Regions from separate parts of the Mus musculus genome. Here region 2 is linked to region 1. A link is a contact called in public Hi-C data. All regions are on one chromosome and are shown on one strand. The core of a region is the stretch at or near the end of the contact, and the rest is flanking DNA. Distances in the headings are between cores, read along the strand shown. Region 1 overlaps Gm31284 (a long non-coding RNA gene). Region 2 overlaps Fah (fumarylacetoacetate hydrolase).

Region 1 (4,255 bases), core at 899-3,398:
GATAGAAAGACAGGCAGACAGATAATCACATCTCTCTCATCAATTCCTCCACTTCTGAGTCTCGCTGAATTAAAAAGGAACCAGCCAGTTGGCATTTGGATAAATGCTCCTTTAAGGCCCCAAGGTGGTGCTATTGGTAGATGGTAGCACTTTCAGGATGTGGGGCTTAGCGCCCACTGCTGGTGCAAGTGTAGAATGACATACTCTCTTCACAAAATGGACTCTTGGTAGTTTAGTAAAAAGAAAAAAGTTACAGGTGCCCTTTCTGGTCATCCTCCCTACACCACAGTGAAATCTTCACCCAAGAGCAATGGAAGCACATGCCTGTTAAACAAATGTGCACTCCACCTCTATTAATTTATAACCCAAACCAGCAAACACACGTTTTCAACAGATGACGGGTGAGCAAGGTTTGCGCATTCATACTGTAAATAGTGATTCGGCAGCAAACAAGGAGCAAATCTAGGACACATACAACAACATGGCCATAACTCCCAGTGAGTATGCTGGTGGAAGAAGCCTGACAACAAAGACCTGGGTTAAATAATTCCATTTATAAGAAATGAAAAAGAAAGCCACAGTAAGCCACAGTGGCTCGGAGGGTAATCTCGCGGCATGGGGACTTGAGTTGAGATCTTCAGCACCCACATAAAAAAAAAAAAGCCAGGTGAAGATAAATGCCTCTGTAGTCCTAGCTCTGGAGGGCAGGAGGCAGACACATCACTAGAGCTAACTGGGCAACTGGTCAGTACCAGGTTCAGTGAGATACAGTCTCACGCAGGGTGGAGAGCAGTAGAGGAAAGGACATTGTAACTTTCAGCCCCTAGGAACATTCACGAGCACACACACACACACACACACACACACCCCATGCATAGTCACACAGATGCATGCACACTCACACACATGCATGCACATTTGCACACTCATGAAGACCCACATACAGCACTTACACAAAGAAACACTCTAACATGCCTTTTTAGATTATGATTCTTTAATCTGGAATAAATATGACATTCTTGTGCTTATTCAGTGTCTATACTGCAAGCTTAATTATGTGAATAAATATCTTCTTGACATGAATGGGAGTGGCGTAATTGGTTCCCGTGACCAAAGACAGCCTTTTCAAAGATTAACTGTCTCTCACCATATGTTTCATGAATTTCCTATTTTCCTGTCTAGTGTTGCAAAACCCATCCCAAATATAAATATTTCCCCTTACACATACACAAAACTTTTCTCTGCTTACTTTTCTTTGAAGCTTCTAAACAAAACTCCACCCTTGTGAACTCTAGCTAGCAAACAGAAATTTGCACCGCTAAATAAAATTGTAAATGCATGGTTAATGGATACCCTTTCCATCTGAGTTTTGTGTTTGAATAGACATTTAATTCCCAAGAAAATACTGATGTAAAGGACTTTCAAGTCTTTGGGGTTTGGTAAATCCCCATATTTCCATGCCTGTTGCTAAGCAGAGTTTTTATTTTGATGTGGTTTGCAAAAAAGACTTTATAAAGCCTTTCTTTTCAAAATGAAAATATAAAAAGCCAATGAATTGGCTTTAAAGAGCACATCAAACAACCTCTGCATAGTGAATGGAGAGGGAGCAGGCTCTGGACTCTCTGCTCACTAATCCATGAGTGGCTTAATCAGATTATAAAGACCCATGTGTAGCAGATGAGATACACCCTGTTGTGCACTTGTGCATCTGAAAGTTAATTTCTGCTTGAACTGATGTGGTTTGAAAACCAGGAACTTTTAATTGAATAGTTCCCTCAGTCTGAAGGTGGATCTTGGTTATTAAAGGTATATTCATTAATACACAGTGAAAAATATTACTTGTACATATTTGTCTCCCAACTTTCCATTAAAAAAGAACAGATTCAATTAAAGTTTAAAATTAGAACAAAAAAGGAACCAGAACATGAATGTCTACTCTAGGACAAAGTTGCTGTTTTATTTCCAGAATGAAATACATGTTCTCTTTCACACCAGCTGGCAGTTCTTGAAGATGATCACAATTGCTTCCTACCTGTGAGTTTTCACTTCCTCAGAAAACAATCTCCACAGTGTGGCTTAGACCTCATGTCTGGCTGCTAGAGACTGGAGCACAACACTGTGAGGCTGCTTTCAATGTGACTCCCCTCTCTCGGGCTGGCACTGCCCCCAGTTCTTACTGCTCTGATGAAGCTAGCAGCTGGCGTTGAGCTACACTATAGAGAAGCCCAGCTGGCAGGCCTGGAGATAGCCTGTTGTCAAGAGCTAGTACCTACCAACAACCACATGAGCTGGGAAGCAAGCTCTTCCTAGTCAGTCTCAAGGTGACTGAAGCCCCATCTACTGACTGGATGGTGGCTTGAGAGCTCTGAAACACAGGTCCTCTGAGCCCCACTAAAGCTGCGAGCTCATTCCTGCTGTTGCTCAGAGCTTCAGTGTATTTTGTAGTATAGCAGTAGCTATCGTGTTTGGTCTCAGCTGTTCCTGATGTTGTTCACCACTTAGGTACATGAGCCTAAAGAGACATCTTTAAACAAGATCAGAAATTGCAAGAAAATAATACATTTGCTGAACATGGTCATCTCTCAGAATCCACTGGGAATGATTGTAATGGACACACCCCTCCCGCCCCAAAATCTGAAGCTGTTCAAGTTCCTTGTATAAAATGGTGCCTAGAATTTGCATGCATCTTCCACATGCATTATCTCTAATTATAATTGTAAATGTGATGTGAAGGCTGTTTACGTAGTTGTCATGTTGTGTTGAGGAAATAAAAATAATTTTTACACTAAAACTACAGATTGTTTTAAAAAAACAAAACAAAACAAAACAAAATGAATTTTCTGTGCTTTTGGTTCCATCCCCAGATGTAGAAGCTGCAGGCAAGGAGCTAAGTGCACCATGCTTTGATGTCACGTGAAACAGGCAACAAATTCAAAGCAGCTGATTATTCTTTCTTGTTTCACAAAGAAGACTGAAAATCATAAATGCAATGGATAAATAAGAGAGTGGAAAAGTTCAATGCCTATGGCAATAACTAGGGTCTATCATTTCCAAATCCATTTAAATTGATGAGATTGGAAAAAAACAAAAACAAAAACAAAAAAAAAAAAGCAAAACCAAGCCAAACAATTACTAAGCCTGTGAATGCCCCAAGAGACTTGCAAAATAGATGTTGTCTTCTTTTTTTTTATTTAATTAATTATTTATTTAATCAGAAATAAGAGTATCCATTTGCAATAATTAAGTATAAGTCCTCAAAAATTAACACCATTATGTGGAAACAGGTAGAAACTGAAGACATTGAGAACAAATTTTTACAATTTGACATGTACATTTTTTTAAATACTAAAGTATTATCTTAAGCCATTACTATTTTGATGATGTAAAGAACAAGGTTATATGGCCAGTTATTTTTGTGTTCTTATGAGTTGTATATGCATAAACAATTGCAAAATTGCAAATTCATAGTATCTGAGGGATGAACAACTTTAAGCAATTGTAAACTCTGAGGACGCTCTCTCTCTCTCTCTCTCTCTATATATATATATATATATACTCTTAATATACAAATTAAAGCTTTATGTTTTAACATTTTAAAACACTGGCTACAGCACACTATTCGATTATCTGTGTTGAAGTAGGAGGAAACTCAAAAGAACAAACATGTGATCTAGTCACATATACTTCTCTCCCATAGAAGGGCTGTTTATAAATATAGTAGACGTATTCTTTATGGAATGCTTTGAGGAGAGATCTATGGAATGCCTCTAGGCAGGAATCTGACATTGGCCAAGGACAAGAAAACAAGCCTCAATCTTTAGGCTGTAATAGGAAAGCAGGCCAAGGTAGTAACTCCAATCTTCTTTTTTTCCACAGTTTTATTTATTTATTTATTTATTTACACATCAATCCAATCATTTACTCCGAGTTTTCTTTTCATTATCTTATGGATCAGCATCTAGTAGTGACCCCATTCCTTTGATTCTTAGGAGACTACAAGCATACAATTTTTCTTTTTTTATATATATTTTTAATTAGGTATTTTCCTCATTTACATTTCCAATGCTATCTCAAAAGTCCCCCAGATGTTGTCTTCTTAAGCCTGACCAACTGACAAAGTTAAAATGAGTCTCAAACCCCGCTCTAGCTGGCCTTACCAGCAGAAATGGGAATTGGTTTAGAAAACAACCTGGCAACCTGTTTTCAAACTAAAATGTTAAAACACAGTTTGATCTTGAAATCTTAGGCCTGATAT
Region 2 (4,255 bases), core at 494-2,993, 150 kb after region 1:
ACGCTGGCTAGAAGGTTGCAGAGTCCAACACAGGGTGGAGGACAAGGCCTCCCCTGTAGGACAATGCATCCCAACTGGAGGATGGCCCTCACACTCTTCTTTCTTTACAAGAGCCCCACACAGCCTCCAGGCTGGAACAGGTGCCTCTAGTTCCACCCAGCAATGCTCAGGATCCGCTGGGGCAATGGAGCCTGGCTGTGCCTGCCTGCTGAGCCTAGGCAATACCACTCACCCATCACATACCTTTCAAAGAGACAGACAGGTTGATATCAAATGTGTAGGGCTGGCTGTGGCAGAGATATGGCAAGGGCTTGGGGTCCTAAAAGGCAAGAGCACATCAAAGCTGTAGCTGTCAGTGGGGGCTGAGTTCCCAGCAGCCTCTGCTCTCCAATACAGAGTGTGACATATGGCAGCAGTGACAGATGTGAACTGGAGAAGTCCTGTACACTGCCCTTGGTCAGAAGGTCACACATGCCACACTTGAGAAAATAAGCTGATGGGTGAATGTACAGAGAAATAGGTTAGAGATCACAGGAAGTAACAATGCTTCAGGAAGCTGAGGGAGGATAGACTTGGGAGGGGGACAATGAGAGGTCAGAGATTGGCCACAGAACCTGTAAGGAAAAGCTAGGACAATAGTGAGGGCAAGGTGGATGCCCTGGAAGGCAGAGTCCCTGGCAGCAGTGAAGCTGGCAGCCATCTTTGGTGCTGGAACAGCTGGGAAGGCCATTGATGTCCAGGCAGAGTGCTGCACATTGAACAAACAGTGTTGTTCCAAAATACAACACAAAAATCATTTAGCAGGACATAAGATAACTCTGGGTAGTCTGAACGACTATGCGTTTTTAATGGTGACAGTGTGACCAGTGATGCTTGTGGGGAGTACAGCTCCTTCCCAGTGTACTAAGGGTTAAATTAGAAACTACTTTAGAGAAAACCCTGCTGATTCGTTGGGAAGGGGCAGGAATGGTGACAGCTGTACTTAAACAGTCCTTGGGAAGGATGGAGGCAGTCAGCATCCAATCATCTCTGTGAAGATAGAGCTGGGCGAAGGACTGTGAAGGAGGATGGGGACCATTAAAGCAGGAGCCCAACAGGTCCTGGGTGGCCAGAAGATGAGAAGGACAGTGGAGGGACAGAGACAAAGAGGAGGGAGACCACCAGAGGGGAGACGTGGGTGCTGTGGTGGGAAGTGTTGGGGAAGATCCAAGGAGACAGAATGGAACTGCAGGGACTTTTATGAAGAACCAATTTGCAGGGGAAAGTCCCAAGAGTGTTCATGCATAAAATGACATGGATGGGTGAGGGAGAAAGTGCAGCAGTACACAGCTGGTGAGACAATGCCAGGGAGAGTGTGGGGAGGGAAGGCAGGGAGCCAGGAGCAGAGCAGAGCCCTCTGGAGATTTAGACCCAGAGATGTGGGAGGACCAGATAGGTCATTTACCAGAGCCGTGTTTGAGAGAAGTTAGGGCCTTCAAGGCATTGGCCATAAGAGCTGGGTGACTGTAATGAAGGGGTGGGATATTGCACTGGGAACCCTGTTGGACACACACACACACACACACACACACACACACACACACACACACACACCTTTTCCCTTATAGCCTCTATTCCAAAATGCATTCTGCAAATTAGACTCTAGAGGGAGCCATTGCACAAAACAAAATGCAGGATCCACCAAGCATCACCATGTCTCAGTATCAGAGGGCAACAGGAAAGGGCGGAAGCCGGAACTTAGAGCAGAGTTTTCAGCAGAAGGGTGCTTACCTGCTTTGGGTTTGGCACCACAAAGGGCATGAGGGCATCCATAGGCACCACCCACGGGGAGATTGTGGTTCCAAAGCTTTTCCCCAGGAATGGCCCAAGTGGGACGTACTCCCATTGCTGGATGTCTCGTGCTATGAAAAGACAGCAAGCTTAGGTCTCACCGTGGCTTACAGACTCACTCCAAGCTGCTTCCTGTCCTTGACCTACATGGACCTCTCTACATGGCTCTGGCCAACCAGATCTCCCAGGGAACAAACAGAAAGGTATTCAGTATGAAGACAGAGGTCCTTGGAGGTGCTGTGCTAGGGAACAATGAAGGATGACAGGACAGTCCCTACCAAGGGCCTGAATGGGGGAAGGCCCTCTCCTGAGATTTCTGGACCCACTTCCTCTTACACATGGTATCAGGGTGTAGAGCTGGGACTCAGATGCTGGGCTGATGAATAGTAAGGCTCAATTCAGCCACTGACTAAAATCCCTCCATGTACAGCTCTTCATCAGCAGCTGATGGTGCTGGCAACAGTGAGTGGAGTGTGTAGGGCTTGATAAAGCTTTAGGTTCTGTCAGCTCCATCCTTCCACTTATGAGAAAGCTACTCAGGGAAGCTGTGACTGCCCCACACCCACAGAGTCAGAAGTCTGCATGGTATCACCCCTGTAGTACTTAGGCCTCCTGTCCCATACCCAACTCCTGTGTGTGCCCCTAAGAACAGAACATCAGAGGAAGCTGGGCCACCAGGCATTACCGCTCCAGTCGTTCATGAGGACCATCCCGAAAATGTGTTCATGGGCTTTGGAAATGGGGATTGGCTCTCCGAATCTGTTCCCAGGGCCTACGAAGAAAGCCTGCCATGGAGAAAGTTGGTAAGAATCTAGATGACCCGATGCTCTGGGTCACTGTGGCTTACAGAGCAAAGGGAAAATATTTTCAAAGTTCAACCAGGGACTAGGGCTGCCTGAGGACCTGGCATTACTTCCCTGGGTCTCTAAGGTGGGAAGTCTACTCACATGAGCCCTTTCCCCCCTAGCCCCAGGGCACCCCAGGCCTTTCTGATTCTTCCTCTGTATTCCAGGCTCCATACCCTCACATCTGACAGTATATGACACTTGTAAAGAATGAAAACATCAGGGGTGCTCATTCCAGGAGGATTGACAAGTTGACTTCACAGCCCTACCTATCCCAAAAGGAATGGCATCTGTCCAATAGCCATGGACCAAGAGAACATCTAGCAATCATGTCTAAGGGAAACTAAGTGCGGGGGAGAAGGAATTCCTTGAGCAGTACAGAATCATCTACGTTCATGGCTAGGGTCACTGTTTTATTTGTCCTTGAGATAGGGTTTAAACAGTGCAAAATCTTCAAGATACACACACACACACACACACACACACACACACACACAGAGAGAGAGAGAGAGAGAGAGAGAGAGAGGGAGAGAGAGAGAGAGAGAGAGAGAGAGCTGAGGGCACCGAGGCATGAAGGACCCCATCTCTTTCAAATTCAGGGGATCTCCACCTCATTTCTCACAACTACATATGAGTCTTCAGCACTCTCAAAATAAAGTGCTTAATTTAAATAAAGAGTGGAGCCTTAGTGTGGGTCTTTCTAAAGTGATAGAGGCCCTGCCACCGGGCCTTGATGCTTGCTGTTCATGTGACATTGTATAAAATCACCATGAATGTGACAGAAAAAAGGTGGACCGGTGCTCCCACAAGATGCAACAAGCTGGGTTTTCATAGTCTCTGGCTACAACACTCACCATATTTTACCTCTTTCTGTTAAAGATAGCTGACATAGTGTTGGCTCAACAACACTGTATTCCCCAACAACAGCTACAACTTAGGTATGAATGAGGCTTTTCTAACACTTGTTAGAATTGCCCTCCTGCAGTTAGGGAACCACAATGGACCTCCACTTGGGAGGCATTGTAAATAATAAAAGTAGTTCAAATGTGGAAAATATGTGGAGAAAAAAAACCAAAAATATAGCATGTTTTTATAGCATGAGACCTGAAACACGAAGACAGGGAGCCTGGTGTGACCTCAACTGGGGACAAATGTGTGTATCAGGAGACTCAAATTTTCCACTTCTCTGTGTGGCAATGACTTGTGTTAATATTTGGGTTGCAAATAAGTTTCAGCAAGTGGGAGAATTCACAAACACAGAATCTGAAGAAAGAACATCAACTGCATTCAGTGGTCACATGGGGACATGGGCTGCTATTTGTGGCCAAACAGGTGTGAAGTGCCGCCCCAGAAAGAGAGCTTTACTGCCACAGCGCTTTGTAGATCCCATTCAACAAAATTCCACACAGAACTCACCATTTCCAACTCCATGTCTAAGAGTCTGCAGGCACCATACACAGGAGGCTTTGCTGGAAAGATGGCAGATAAAAGCAACCATCAATACCAGGCTACAGAGCTCATAGCAATAGAGAGTGGAATTAGGGTACTGGAGTCACTTACAGTTATCAGGTCTCATCTGC

Evidence for each region. A called contact is a pair of places that touch in the nucleus more often than the background predicts.
Region 2: a Hi-C map of cortical neurons shows a contact between it and region 1, with 4 times the contacts expected there. The contact joins two enhancer-like sites. A contact is called at or near these places in 2 of 39 promoter capture datasets (both in the 3T3-L1 cell line), 1 of 15 datasets of contacts at CTCF or cohesin (the NIH/3T3 cell line), 30 of 484 Hi-C or Micro-C datasets (the 3T3-L1 cell line, 3T3-L1-derived adipocytes, the C2C12 cell line and 22 more), 1 of 115 datasets of contacts at active chromatin or transcription factors (stem cell-derived neural progenitor cells) and 1 of 9 other capture datasets (embryonic stem cells).

What each region holds. Positions count from the first base shown.
Region 1 is chr7:84,447,108-84,451,362 of GRCm38.p6, forward strand. All of the region lies in intron 1 of Gm31284 (a long non-coding RNA gene), which reads left to right. Among named protein-coding and RNA genes, the nearest start is that of Gm31284, 19 kb to the left of the region's middle. Within about 2 kb of position 2,149, at least 32 of the 459 cell types and tissues checked have an H3K27ac peak or open chromatin away from gene starts, as enhancers often do.
Region 2 is chr7:84,592,943-84,597,197 of GRCm38.p6, forward strand. It overlaps Fah (fumarylacetoacetate hydrolase), which reads right to left. Exons shown (of 14, transcript NM_010176.4): 6 at 4,236-4,255; 7 at 4,092-4,144; 8 at 2,516-2,615; 9 at 1,771-1,901; 10 at 244-319. Among named protein-coding and RNA genes, the nearest start is that of Fah, 11 kb to the right of the region's middle. Within about 2 kb of position 1,744, at least 69 of the 459 cell types and tissues checked have an H3K27ac peak or open chromatin away from gene starts, as enhancers often do.